Regions from separate parts of the Sus scrofa genome. Here region 1 is linked to region 2. The links are chromatin contacts, called in public Hi-C maps. All regions are on one chromosome and are shown on one strand. Each heading gives the region's core, a stretch centred on a gene start, on an enhancer-like site or on the middle of the called end of the contact. The rest is flanking DNA. Distances are from core to core; before and after follow the strand shown.

Region 1 (7,028 bases), core at 1,983-4,482, 74 kb before region 2:
CTCCCTTCAATACATGTCACTGTCTCCCAATCCCTCGACACCGTGGTCTGATGTGATGGGCAGAGCCAAAAAGTTTTCCACGCCTGCATGCTAACAGACCACACACGCACACACGCACACACGCATACTTAGGGTTCCCTGAATATTTACTTCTTCCACCTTGCTTGAACAATTATGAAGTTAATTTGCCACAGAAAAAGAAAAGATTAATTGGAGAAGGCACTGAGGAGAACGTGGAAGACATAAGAGTTGATTACGCAGGGGTAATGAGCACAGGGTTTTAGAACATTCTTGGCGTTGGATCTCAGCTCTGCCATTTACCAGCTGGGCAAGATGCCCTAGTTTTCCTTATCTGTAAAGTGGGGATAATAATAATGTCTAAAAGAACTGTGAGGATTAAATGAGTCAATACATGTAAAATACTCAAAACATAGTAAGATCTCAAATGTTGGTTGTTGTTATTCTCATTCACTTATTTAAAGGGCTACTCTATATTCTTCCAGAGGACAGATCTAGTACCAGGACTATAAAGCGGAGGCCATTTAGACACCTAACAAGCACTTACTGAACACCTGTCAGGGCTACAAACCTGATAACACTCTAGCTCAGCCTACTTGTGAAGCCACATATTTAAACACGTGACTATATAGCATATTAAGTGCATCCTAACAGAAAATATAACAGAACACAGAAGCAAAGGCAATCAGAGTAGAGGACCATGGAGATGGTTCTTGAGGGATAAGCAGGAGTTCACACGATAAGGGAGTAAGGTTATTTGAAGCAGAAGACAGCATTGGAGTTCCCGTCGTGGCGCAGTGGTTGACGAATCCGACTAGGAACCATGAGGTTGTGGGTTCAGTCCCTGGCCTTGCTCAGTGGGTTAAGGATCCGGCATTGCCGTGAGCTGTGGTGTAGGTTGCAGACGCAGCTCGGATCCCGCGTTGCTGTGGCTCTGGTGTAGGCCAGTGGCTACAGCTCTGATTCGACCCCTAGCCTGGGAATCTCCATATGCTGCGGGAGCGGCCCAAGAAATAGCTAAAAAGACAAAAAAAAAGAAAAAAAAAAGACAGCATTAACAAAGGCAAAGAGGCAGAAGAGAGTATATATGTGGTAGTTGCGGGGAATTAATGATGACAACAAAAGCTTATATTCCAAGAACTGTACTAATTCTATATATATACATCATCTCATCTCAACCTCTCAGCTGAATAGAGATTATTACCCCTCTTCAAAAAAGAAAACTCAGCAAGTTTTTAAAATTTTTTTTTTAAAACTGCCCAAGGTTTCACTGCTAGTAAATGGCATAGCAGAACATGAATGCATCCACATCTGACTCCAAAGCCCTGGGTTCCTAACCATTCTGACATGACCAGCCACAAGGGACAATGGGAGGGGTGGCAGGAGCAAGAACGACATTGGAAGGCAAGGAAGGGGCTTCGGAGGCTTGAGGCTGAATCCTATATATGATGAGGAGCCATCACAAAATTTCACAAAGGAGAGTGGCCTGACCAAATCTGTAGTTTAGACGGATGAGTCTGACAGCTATGTAGAACTAACTGGAGGAGGGCAAGAACAGGGGCACAGGGGTCACTTAGAAAGTTATCCTGGAGTTCCCACCGTGGCATGGTGTGTTATGAACCCAACTGCAGCAGCCTGGGTCGCTGCAGACCCAGTGCGGGTTCAATCCAGCCCAGTGCAGTGAGTTAAAGGATCCGGCGTTGCTGTAGCTGCCGCATAGATCACAGCTGTGGTGTGGATTCAATCCCTGGCCCAGGAATGTCAATATGCTGCAGGTGTGGCCATAAAATTTATTCAGAAAAGAAAAAAAAAAAAAGAGGCATTCCCAGCATGGCTCAGCAGTAACTAATCTGAAGAGTATCCATGAGACACAGGTTCCATCCCTGGCCTTGCTCAGTGGATTAAGGATCCAGCATTGTTGTGAGCTGTGGTGTAGGTCGCAGACATGGCTCAGATCTGCGTGGCTGTAGCTGTGGCACAGGACAGCCGCTACAGCTCCAATTTGACCCCTAGCCTGTCAACCTCCATATGCCCCAGGTACGCAACCTGCCCCCAAAAAAGCAAAAAAAAAAAAATTATCCTGAAGACACAAGCAAGAAATTATGAATTGTCAGTGGCTGTGACAATGGAAAGGAAGGCCAGATTCCAGGGATATCAGCAGGCAGAAACCCAGTACTTGATGTCTGCAGCAAGTGAGGGAGAGGCAGGTGGCCAGTCTCAGCAAGTATATTGTGATTGTTCACATCTATCCCTCGCCCGACAGCCCCATCCAGCGTGCTGCCTAGATACAGGAAATGTCCAGCAAATGTTTGCTGCATGTATTAGAAGAATGAATTCCCGGTGCCGAAACGACCGAGTTAAGGGTGAAGTCCTTCAATAGGAAGGCTGGGGCCGCATTCAGTTGGGGATGATCAGTAAGCAAGTCGGAGTTCAGGAAAAGGGATCTGGCAGGAGCCATAGTTTGGGAGTAACCGTTAAGTAGACAGTAACTGAAACTCTAGATGAAATCACCCAGGAGTGTGGTGAGTAGAAAGGACGGGCCTGCAAAGGCCGATGAGCGGGGGCTGGGTTAGGAAACCCGGGAGAAAGGAGTTATGCACGAAAAGTGAGGGGAGTAGTTCCAGGCGGAGAAGGCAGATTTCTGAATCAACTCAAGGAAAGGAAAAAAACGAAAACAAAAAAACTTCTCCAGCTGGCCAAAGGACGGCAGAGATTGGGCCAGCCGTGATTCGGATATGTGGGGAAGCGTCCCCACCGGAAAGATGTTCAAGCAGGGTTCAGAAAGACCGCCTCGCAAACTAACTCGGAACAGGGCAAACAAACGAACACCCCCGCAAGCTCACACTCGTCGCCCAGGGCCGATTCTCACCGCTCCGCCAGCACTGCCCTTCCACCACTCATATTTTGGAAAAAGGCGCACTGACCCAACCCTATCTTCACTTCTTCCCTCAGTTCCCGCCCACACTCGTGCACATCCCGCTCAGTAGCACACAAGTGTGCCTCGACTCTCCCGCTTCCCTTCTTTCCCCACCAGCCAACCCCTCCCTCGAGGGTGTCCTCACCTGGCCCCCACCCCGGGAGACCCTGGACGCTGGCTCCCGGCTCCGAACAGCTTCCCCAGCACCACCCCGGCTCCCCGCTTCCAGGGACGCCGGGGTGTTGCCTTGCAGCGGCCAACAACCACTTCCGGAAAGGGTAACAACCTAGCAACTGAGAGTCCTGCCTCTACCCGCAGATAATAGGTCGCCGAATACGAACTCTAGCATTGGATTGGTTAGAGGTCCCGTCAGCTCACGTAGGCGGGCTGCACGTTTCCCATTGCACGATGGGAGACGTAGTCCAAGATAGTTGTGGTTCTGCAAGGGATTAAAAGAGTTCTGAATTTAGGTATGAGGGGAATTTCTTCCCGGGCAGGAAAAGCTCATTCACGATGATTGACAGTAATGTGAATTAACTACACAAAAAAGGCTCGCAGGTGCTATGCGTACATCATTGAACCTACCCAGGAGTTATGAGACCACTGTCCATCTTTTTACCAGAGCTCAGGGCTCAATTTGCATGTCTGCTAAAAAGGAATAAATATCTGCCATAACTATTTCACAGAGTCTGTTTAAGGAGAAAAAAAATTGGCACAGTGTGTAGCCCTTCCACACACCCTGTCTGGCAGAAAGTTTGCTACTAACGTAATTTCAAAATCTTTAGTTTTGTTTGCACAAGGGCAAATCTTCCTGTCTCTCATGTGTCCTCAACCTCTGGGAGAAGTTAAGAGGAGCAAAGACAGCTCTGGCCATTACATCACTGGGAAAACTGGGACGCTGAAAAGTGAAAAGGTACTCGTTTGGAGAGGAGGATGGAGCACCTGGAGCAGCTCTTGACAGGCTCCGCTGTGGAGACGCACCTGACCCTGCTAACTAACTCCTGAAACTAGTCCCAGCACCACTCAAACCTGATGCCAGAATGGGGAACTCAGACTGCTGTTCCTGTGGATCCCAAAGCAGATATCCAGAATGTATTTTTCATGTTTATCTTCAGATCTTTTCTGTGGCAGTTTGGCCTGTACTTCCTTTTTTCTGCCGGCAGATGACAAATCACGGCTCCCCTTCCCCTTCCACACTCCTTAAAAGTCTTGCAGAGGGCCCAAGGGACCAGACTGGGAAGGGACTCTGAGAGGGCATCAGTTTCTCCACCACAGACCCTGCATAAAACCGAGATTCAAAAACCTTTTGCATATTTTGTCACTTTATCCAAGAACTTGCAATCCATGTAGTCGACATTAATTGCCATCAAAACTCTTAACTTTCGTTCCTTAGTTTGTGTCCCTTATTCTCCCATGGGGAAAGCTAATAAAATAAAGGTTACTCTGGAATTAATGAGTTTACCCCAAATAGATAAGCAATTTGCATTTTATCAGGTTTCCCTATAGGTTTGCACTCAGAAATGCAAACTAATTTTTAAATGCCCTTAGGCAAATACAATTAAGAAAGCAAGTCTTTGGGGGAAAATAACAAAAATGACATACCAATTGATATGCCAGTAATATACTCAATGAGTGAGGAAGAGACTGAGAACTTCACACGTGTAGATTATTTTCCACAGTCAAGAATGAGCAGTTAGGGGTGATTTTTTTTTCAAAGATGAGGAAGGAAAAAACCAAGTCAGTCCCAAATTTTATGCCCTACTCCCCAGTCAGAAACTCCACTGTTAGAACTTTTCCTTCTCTTTTCATACTGTTTATGTGTAATATACAGAAACGAATCACATAATGAGAAAGACACTCAAGTCTACCATTTTTTTAAAGAGTATATAAAGATGTGAAATGTTCCCTCTACACTTTCAATCCGCCTTGTTTAAAATTGCAAACTCCCCTTCCAGCTTCCTTTTCTGCTTTATTTTTCCCCATAGCTCTTATTACCATCTGAAATACTCTGTAATTTATTTCTTTATTGTCTGTCTTCCTGCATGGGAATGAAGCTATGTGAGGATAGGAATTTTGTCCATTTTATTTATTGTCATGTCCTTAGTGCTTTAAACAGTGCTTAGCATGTGCTATTTGCTGAATGAATGAATGAATGAATGAGCAGAAGGAAGGAATGACTCCCACACTTCAGAGGAAACCACTGTTGACCTTTGTGTTCCCACCTTCACTGAAGACTTTTTAATGCTTATGCAGACGTAAATTTATATGCATACATGTAAATGCACGTGTGCATACTTTTTAATTTTTACAGAAATGAGATCATAACATACATATTGTTCTTCAATGTGCTCCTCTCATTTACCATGTCATAAACAATTTCCAAAATGCGTTCATAAATTACTCCTTTTTTTTTTATCTTTTAGGGCCTCACACGAGGCATATGGAGGTTCCCAGGCTAGGGATCCAATCAGAGCTGTAGCCTCCAGCCTATACCATGGTCACAGCAATGGCAGATCCGAACCACAACTGCAACCTATACCACAGCTCATGGCACGCCGGATCCTTAACCCACTAAGTGAGGGAGGACAGGGATCGAACCTGCGTCTTTGTGGATACCAGTCAGATTCATTTCCGCTGAGCCACGGCAGAAACTCCTACTCCATTCTTTATAATGTTTACATGGGCTTCCATTACTTAAACGTCTCATGTCCATATTGACAATCATTGTTTTTTGCTTCCAACTTCTATCCAAAGTTTTGATGTTGTAAATGATGCTAAAAATGTTGTTGGATTTTTGTTGGCGAGGATCCTAGAAGTGATTTTGTTCAGAGTTTACATTTTTTACATTTTAACAGATATTGCCAAATTTCTCTCTAAAAATGGAGTGATTTACAGTTCAACCAACACCTTCACCAACACTAAATATTACCAAAGTGAGAGGCAAAAAAATGATAGTATCTAAATATTGTTTTAATTGGATTCTTTCACTGCTAATATAGTTGAACTTTTTTCATATGTTTATTGACTATTTAAATTTCTTCCATCAAGTACCTGTTAACATTCTTAGTTCATATTCTACCAGGTTATTGGGGTTTTTTATTGACTTGTAGAAGCTCTTTGTATGCTATGGACATTTACCCTTTGTCTATTGTGTGATAAATGTTGTTTCCTAGTCTATCTTTTAACTGTAAATGTCATTTTTCTCAGAAGTTGTAGCAGTAAAAACACTAATAGCTAAACTTTATTGAGTACTACAATATGCCAGGCACTGTTCTAAATGCTTTACGTGGAGTATCTCATTTAATTTCTACATTTCAAAGTATATGCTATTGTTATCCCCTTTTTACAAAGGAGAAAATTGAAACACAGAAAGAATAAGTAACTTAGCCTGGAGTCTCCCAGTTACTAAGTGGCAGAACCAGAATTAGAATACTAGAAATCTGATTCTACAGAATTTTTAAAAACTTAAGTAGTCAAGCCTGTGCAATTTTTTAAAAAAATGTTCTAGAGTTCTTTGGTGGCACAGTGGGTTAAGGACCTGGCATTGCCACAATCTGTGCCACAACAGATTCAGTTCCTGGCCCAAGAACTTCCACATGCAGCAGGCCAAAAAGAAAGAAAGAAAGAAGGAAGGAAGGAAGGATGAAAGGAAGAAAGAGAGAAAAGTATCTTCTAAATTTTGTTAGAAAGACTTTCTTCAACATAAGTTTTTTTTTTTTTTTGGTTTTCAGGGTCATGCCTGCAGCACATGGAAGTTCCCAGGCTAGGGGTCGAATCGGAGCTGCCTTACACCACAGCCATAGGATCTCGAGATCCAAGGCATGAACATAAGATTATTAAAATAGTCTACTTTTTTCTATAGGTTTTTTTATTGGGGACAGGTCACACCTGTGGCATATGACAGTTCCCAGGGAGCAAACCCAAGCCACAGTAGTGACAACACCAGATCCCTCACCTGCTGCACCACCAAGGAACTTCTTATAGTTTTATTTTTAATGTTAAGCTCTTTGACTTATCTGGAGTTTATTTTTAGATGAGATAGGAATTTAATTTCTTTCCTTCCAAAGTGCAGCCAGTTGTCCCAACACCGGTT
Region 2 (7,220 bases), core at 1,982-4,481:
CCAGTAGAAATTTGATGCCAGACAACAGGTATGTACAACACTGGAATAGTTGTTTTATTGTTTGCCAGAACCATTTAACATACTGCTTTTAAAAGAGATCTTCAAAACCTATTTACAATGACACCCAACACTCGCAATTGTAAACCTTTCACCCAGGAATAACAACTAAATCTGTATTAAATCTCTTTGCCCTTTTTCAAAAAACTGATTCTGTCAACAGGTGCCTTTAAGCGCCCCCAAGCTAACACTGTTGGAGGCTTCAGGTCATTAGGCCTTTCTTCCCTCAATAGTACCTGCTATTCAAAATAAAACCAAGAGAGCATCTTGTGACATGAAAAGTCTTTAGAAACACTCTATGCTGATTCCTTGCTAGGAGTTAAGTATGGTATGGGGATATGTAATCATAAATTTGGACAGACACAGTACCTGGGTGTGAATCCTAACTCTGCTATTGACTAGTTGTTTGACTCTGGGCAAGCTACTTAACTTCATTTGTGAAACAGAAATAATATGACCTACCTAGTAGGACTATTGTGAGGATTACATGAGATAAAGCATGTGATGTATTTAGCACTTAGTTCTGGCATACAGTAAACAATAAACTTAAGCCGCTATTATTGTTTCTAGTATGTGGCTGATTTTATTTATAAAATGAAGATCCAAGTTTATGGTAAGGTTTACTTAACATTTCCCCCATTACTCACTCACTAACAACCTCTCTGCCACCCCTGGAGTCATACAAGCCTGGGTTCAAACTCTGACTCCAACCTAGCTTAGTAACCTTGGGCAAGTTACTAACCTCTCTGAGGCTCGGTTTTCTCACCTGTAAATGGGAGTAATAGTATTAGCACCTGCCTCCTGGGACTGTTAGGAGAATTCAATGTGTTAACATACACAAAGCTGTTAGTACAGTGTTATCCGCTGCATTAGGTCCTAGATACTGGACAAAAGAGTGGAGGTGGGATGTACAGTCAACCTAGCACAACGTTGTACAAAATAATGTTTTAATCACTGTAAAATGCAAGGTTGGGTAATTAGTTCCTGCCCTCAAGAGTTTAGATAGAAGGCAAAATGCATACATGAGGCAGTGAACCATATTAACAAAGCTATCTATTTATCTAAGGCAGATAGATATAGACGTATGTACCCACGTATCTATATGCTTATACACACAAGAAATACAGAACGACATATATATAGGTATAAGATATAAATGTAGAGTTAAATAAACAGTCCATGTACGCGGGTTTCACATGAGTTTGAACCCCTGCATTCTAATCTATTCAACAAACACTTAGCATGCCTGCTGAGTGTCAGATACTGTGTCAGGTACCAAAAACACAAATATAGATCAGACAGTCCCTACCTTTAAGAAGGTTAATCTAGTGCAATGCCAATGGAGCCAAAAAGGGGAAAGATCAACCACATTTCCATAAGAAGCCCATCTCCAAAGCCCTTTACCCAAATGAAATCTTCCCAGGCAAGAATCCACACATTACCTTAGACCATCTGGGAGACCTTCGTCTGGTTTGGAAGCACATACACTAGAAGAGGAATCCGGAGGACTGGGAGCAGTGGCTACCACACCAGCTACTTCAGATGCCGCCATCATGCTCTAGACGTTCAGAAACAAATTATAGGCTACAACTTCCAAAACTTCAAAACAAATGCATCGTTCCCCCTCAGGATGTCCATACAACAGAGTCATTTCAGAAAAGAAACACAAAGAAAAACTTGGGCTCCAGGAGAAAATACTTGAGTATTTATTCTCTAGCAGGGCATTAGAAGAGCCATTATACTCGATAGGTCCCAGGGGACATCAATCCTCAAACTTATATGTCTTTTTCACTTCAGGAGAATGCCCTCTCACAGACAGCAGATTATATAGACTGTTAAGACTCTTCCAAACGGTGCACATACTTACCTTGTCTCGTATCATTTACAATGGATGTAATTTTTGGCCTAATATCAATAATATCTTATGTTTTAGAATCATTTTACGGCTGTTACATTAAAAGCATCCTCCATTATTTGGAGTAAAGTTTTCTGGAGGTGTTCATGTGGGAGAGAAAAAGCAGTATTTTACCGGGCAATCTTAGTATCTCTCACTTAGACTCTGTGTTGCTGGCAGATGGGAGAAGTTTGACAACCACTGACTGAGAAAAGTACAGACTCTTCAGAGTTACTACCGAGGTGCAGAAGAGTATGAGAATCTTGGTTACTCCAGTACGAAAATGAAAAAAAGAGTAATCCAAGCAAGGGAACTGAGACAGATGCCTTTCTTAGATCAAAAGGTCATCCTTTATGTTGCAGACAAATCACCGCCCTCTACGGTGAAGGGAGAGGAAGAGGGATGTAACACGGGGTTAAATTCTTGTTTTTAATAGCTTCATTTGTACATTCCTAACCCTCGAAAAGCGAGCGCACAGGGTAGACATGGAGGCTGGACTGTGCTAACACTTCAGTCCCAGGCCAGAGACCCCCTGTGCCTCAGTTTCCCCAACATACAAGTCTCCCAGAAGAAAACGGGCCCTAGATCGCCCCTACCGCTAGCTCAGGTGCAAATGCCCTGGCCCATCAGAGCCCGGGCCAGGGTCCTTGGCTCCCGGTAGTCAAAACCAGAGGGCACGGGTCCTCCAAGCAACTCCGCAGCTCAGAGCCCAGAGGAGAGGGGACCAGGGCCATCTGGCAGAGGCTGCGGCGAGGGGCGTAAAGTCGAAAGTGCCAAGGAAAACCCGGTACCACAAGCCGGCGGCGACCACCAGCTAGACGGCGACGCCAGTTGCGACTGGTCCTCAGGAGATCCGGGGACTGACGCGAAGGGGACAATGGGGGGAAGCCGCGCCGGGTGGTCCCGGCGGCAGTCCACAGGGGGCTGGCCCAGTGGGCTGCTTCCTCCTGCCAGAGCCCCTCCAAACCTTGCCCCCCGCCCCCCTGCGCCGCCTGGCTGCCAGCCCCCGTCCCACTTCTAGGCCAGGACCCCAGCCCCCGTCCCCGCAGCTCCCTCCACGCCCCCCGGCCCGATCCCCCGCCCCTTGCGCCACTGCCCCCGGCCCTCGCACCCGCCCCGCACACACCTCCCGCGCCGCGCCTCCGGGAGGGAAGGGGGGAGGGACGGGACGCACCTGAGCGGGCGGAGCGGGGGGAGGGGGCGGCCGAGCTTGGGGGGAGGGGTCGAGCGCCGGCCCGCGCGCGACACCTCCCACTTCCGGCGGCACGAGCGGCGGGGGCGAGGCTCGGCCAGGAGAGGAGAGGCCGCGGTGGCACCGCGCCGCCCCCGACGGCGCCCTCTGGCGGCGGGAGCCGGCACCGTGAGGGGACGCGGACACTGCGGAAGCCCTTAAGATACTAGTGGACTCTCCCGGGGCGCAGGGACGAAAGGAGATGTGACCTCCGGAAGAAAGGAGACGTGGTGAAGGGAGGGCCGCCTTTAGGAGGATTACAGAGAGAGGGGATCATGGCGATCAGAGAGAGAGGTGTTTTTGGAGGTTACAGCAGAGATGCCTTTTCTCTGGCCAAGAAGGAGAGGACCGTCTGTCTGGAGAGGGTCTCTCTTGGAGATGCCCGAAGTTGGGGCGGTGGGCCCTGAGAGGAGCGCCCACCACACCCGCACGCTGCTCTTTCAGTAGAGGATGCCCGAAGGAACCGGCCCCCTAGCGCCGGCTGCTCCCGGCGGGTCGGCCCGGCCCGAGGACCCGCTGCTGATTGGCTGAGCTGCCGGGCGGAAGTGATGCTACTGTCACTGGCTCCTCAGGTTCCCGGGAAGCCGCGAGTTTCCGCAGGGAGGCGGCGGCAGCAGCTGCGGCCGGGCCGGTGAGTTGGGAACTCGGTGGGGGCGAGGCATTGGAAGTCCGAGTGGCCTGGAACTGGGGGCGGCCGGTGTCCGAGGGTGAAAGAGCTGCACAAAGGGCGCCTTCAGTCCCGGCGTGGGGGAGCCCAGGAAGACTGGGCCACGGGGTCTTGGATTCCAGGATAGTATGGGTTCTCTGAGGAGAGGGCCACATTGCACGGGGCAATCAAGGCTAGGGAGGAGGAAGCCAATGAAACTGAACCCGGTACCGGCAGCTTGGTTTCTAGGAACAGGTTGCGAGGAGGACAGGGTCTTGGGAGCCAAGTCTTGAACTTGGGGCTGCCTGTATCTTCCTCTTCTCTTAGCACCTAAGAGCTGCAAAGACACGCCTAGCAGTTGGGTGAAGTTGAGATCTGCTTTCAGATTAAGGTTCCATTCCCAGAAGCCTAGGATGGGAGGGTCAGGAGTAAAGCACTGCTCCGCCAGAGGGAGTGGAGGCCATGGTGGTCAGGTTTCTCCTCTCTTTGGGAAATCTGTGAGCTCCACTGAGACTGTAAGAGCCTGCCTAGTTGGATCACTATCAAGGCTAGCCAGATTTTGTTTTGCTTAGTAAGGTATGCAGACTGGGAAAGAGAGCTGACTATCTTGGACAGTCAAGGCTGCTGGAGGGTGGAGAACCTAAAAGGAAAAGAGAGGAGATATGCAGCTTTTTGGAGGGAAATGTTAGGTGGCAGAAGTTCCCGTCTCCCTTTCCAAAGAGACTTCGGTAAAATGCCCATGTTTCTGTAATGTTTTGAGACTGATCCAATCGGATATGTGTGTAAGCACTAAGCCCTGCCTCTCCCCATAGAGATCAGATGCTTCTAAAGGAGCCCAGTCACCCATAGGTACATACATGTTCTACCACCATTCACCTGTCCTTGTCCCCACAGTTGCCCACCAGTTCTAATTTGGCCCATCTATCAACCACAGGTGGCAGTCCCCCATTCCAGGGTTGAGCCCTCACTCCTAAGCCACCTTGCTGAGCTAGTGGCTAAGGGTAGCCCTTTAGTGCTGCTTGCCAGTCACCCCTGCTCCCCAGGGTTCCCACTTGCCTCTCTTCAGTTCTGTGTGCATTCTTGGGTTTTGTCTAATTCCCCTGCCACCTGCCTACCCCGTCTTCCCCCCGCGTCCTTCCTGACTGCAGAAATCAGGAAGTTAGCTACCACCTGGACATCTGGGAAGCAGCACCATCTACTTTTTCAGGAAGGGTTTTCGTTAAGAGTTCAAGTGCTCTTCTAGGCATATAGGAAGAAAAAAGAGGGTGGCGTGGTGGTTAGGATGAGAAGTAGCAGTTTTGAGTTTTGTATGGATCTGGCCTTACTGTACCAGTTTGGTTCCCGTCTGTGATCCATTTGAGATTCCTGGAAATGATTCTTGATCATCGGCAGTTTATTTGGTCACGGGTTCACGGCTAGCCTCTGCTTGCTCTACTGGGTTCAGGAGGACCCCATTTCTTCTCTTCTTGGGGCCTACAGGTCTGCAGTCTGTGCTCAGAGTCAGCCCTACTCAAAGCCAAAGGGATGCCTGTTCTTCGTTTGCACAAAATGAGCGTGAGGTGGTTCGCCAGACCCAGAGCTCGCCCTCACTCGGAGTCCAGGTGGGAGTGGGGCCCCAGCAGGGAGTGAGCCCGCAGGACAACGGGTCTGAGAAGTCAGTGGGGGAACACTGAGGTCCTCTCTAAATAAGGGAGGAGGGGGCGTTCCCGTCGTGGCGCAGTGGTTAACGAATCCAACTAGGAACCATGAGGTTGCGGGTTCGGTCCCTGCCCTTGCTCAGCGTTGCCGTGAGCTGTGGTGTAGGTTGCAGACGCGGCTCGGATCCCGCGTTGCTGTGGCTCTGGTGTAGGCCGGTGGCTACAGCTCCGATTCAACCCCTGGCCTGGGAACCTCCATGTGCCGCGGGAGCGGCCCAAGAAATAGCAACAACAACAACAACAACAACAAAAGACAAAAGACAAAAAATAAATAAATAAATAAGGGAGGAGGGTCTTTTCTAAAGAACACTCAAGACTCCACCAGGAATTTGTGTGAGTGAGAGGACTTTCGAGCCCTGCTCCTGGCAGCAGTGGGAATGCAGCCTGTTAGCAGCTGGCCATCCTGCTCGATTACCTAGTGATAATCACGCCATCAAGGGAGCCACCAGGGTTAGTGCTGGCCCGCAGTCCACCCTCGGGCTTGTCCCTCTTGGTCTGGGATAAATGTGAATGAAACGAGAAGATCAAATATTGAATGATTTAAAAGGCTTGGATTCGGGGTTTCCAGGTGTGATGCATTGTTACCTGGTCTCCTGCTCAGATTCCGGCCGCCATCTTATCTCTGGTGTCCTCTCTCTTTGTCTGCAGCCTACTGCTCTGATGCCGAAGGGGAGGCAGAAAGTGCCACACTCAGATGCCCCCCTGGGCCTGCCTGCTCGCCTCTGGCTGGAGTTAGCCGGGCTCTTCCTTCTGCTTCCCTGGGTTATGGGCCTGGTGGGGGCAGGTGGGCCTGGGGCCCAGGGTCCAGGGGGGCTAAGTTGGGCTGTGCATCTGGACCACCCAGAAGGCGAGGGGGAAGCTGATTTGCTGGAGCAGCAGGCAGATGCCTTGGCCCAGGCAGCAGGGCTGGTGAACGCAGGACGCATCGGGGAGCTGCAGGGACACTATCTCTTGGTCCAGCCAGCTGGACACCCGCAGCCCCAGCAGGCCGAGGCCGTCCGGCAGCAGGTGGAGGCCGTGCTGGCCAGGCACGAAGCTGTGCGCTGGCACTCAGAGCAGAGACTGCTTAAGCGGGCCAAGCGCAGCATCCACTTCAATGACCCCAAGTACCCACAGCAGTGGCACCTGGTGAGTCCAGCCTCACGGCTTACAGCTTCAGATGGCTAGGTTGGGGGTGCCCTGTGCTCTCGTGGGCTTTTGTCTGCGTTGCTCTCCCGTTGCCCCCATCCTTTGCCTGTGGAGCCGTTTCTGGATGGTGGGCTGTGTCCTCAGGCTCCACGTCCAACACAGATTGCAGTGTCAGGGTGTGGGTGCCGGGGCCAGGTTGCTGCCTGCCGCTTACTAACACATGCTGTTGGGTGAGCAGCTCTGTGCCTCACTTTTCCCCTCTGTCAAATGGAGATGCTCATGGTTAAGTGAATTAAGGCACCTGTGCCTTGACACACAGAATACACTTTATAAAAGTTAACTGCTCACGTTATATTTTATAATGTTCGTATAACATATATCATTATTATTATCATACCGCATAATAATAATATTATCCACAACCTCTCTCTGGCTCCTCGATGGTGGCCAGGAATGAAAAGGCGCTGTGGCTGTAACTTATCTCTCCACGGATTACGCCTTGTGTCCCTGGATTCCCAGGGTGCGGAATAGTACCTGACCCTGTCTCTCCTCCAGAATAACCGGCGG

The links. Hi-C and Micro-C count contacts between places; a contact is called where the count stands out from the background.
Region 1: a contact with region 2 is called in a Hi-C map of liver, with 4 times the contacts expected there. The contact joins the promoter of CEP164 here to the promoter of RNF214 in region 2. A contact is called at or near these places in 3 of 5 promoter capture datasets (fetal skeletal muscle and liver), 10 of 47 Hi-C or Micro-C datasets (brain, embryonic fibroblasts, fetal heart ventricle and 3 more) and 1 of 2 datasets of contacts at active chromatin or transcription factors (alveolar macrophages).

Annotation. Positions count from the first base shown.
Region 1 is chr9:44,667,061-44,674,088 of Sscrofa11.1, reverse strand. CEP164 (centrosomal protein of 164 kDa) reads right to left here and starts at 3,232. Exons shown (of 32, transcript XM_021062899.1): 1 at 3,081-3,232.
Region 2 is chr9:44,592,991-44,600,210 of Sscrofa11.1, reverse strand. It overlaps RNF214 (RING finger protein 214), which reads right to left and starts at 3,231. Exons shown (of 16, transcript XM_021062882.1): 1 at 3,126-3,231; 2 at 1,500-1,615. The coding sequence starts at 1,541. It overlaps PCSK7 (proprotein convertase subtilisin/kexin type 7), which reads left to right and starts at 3,662. Exons shown (of 17, transcript XM_021062880.1): 1 at 3,662-3,813; 2 at 5,308-5,429; 3 at 6,174-6,653; 4 at 7,209-7,220. The coding sequence starts at 6,186.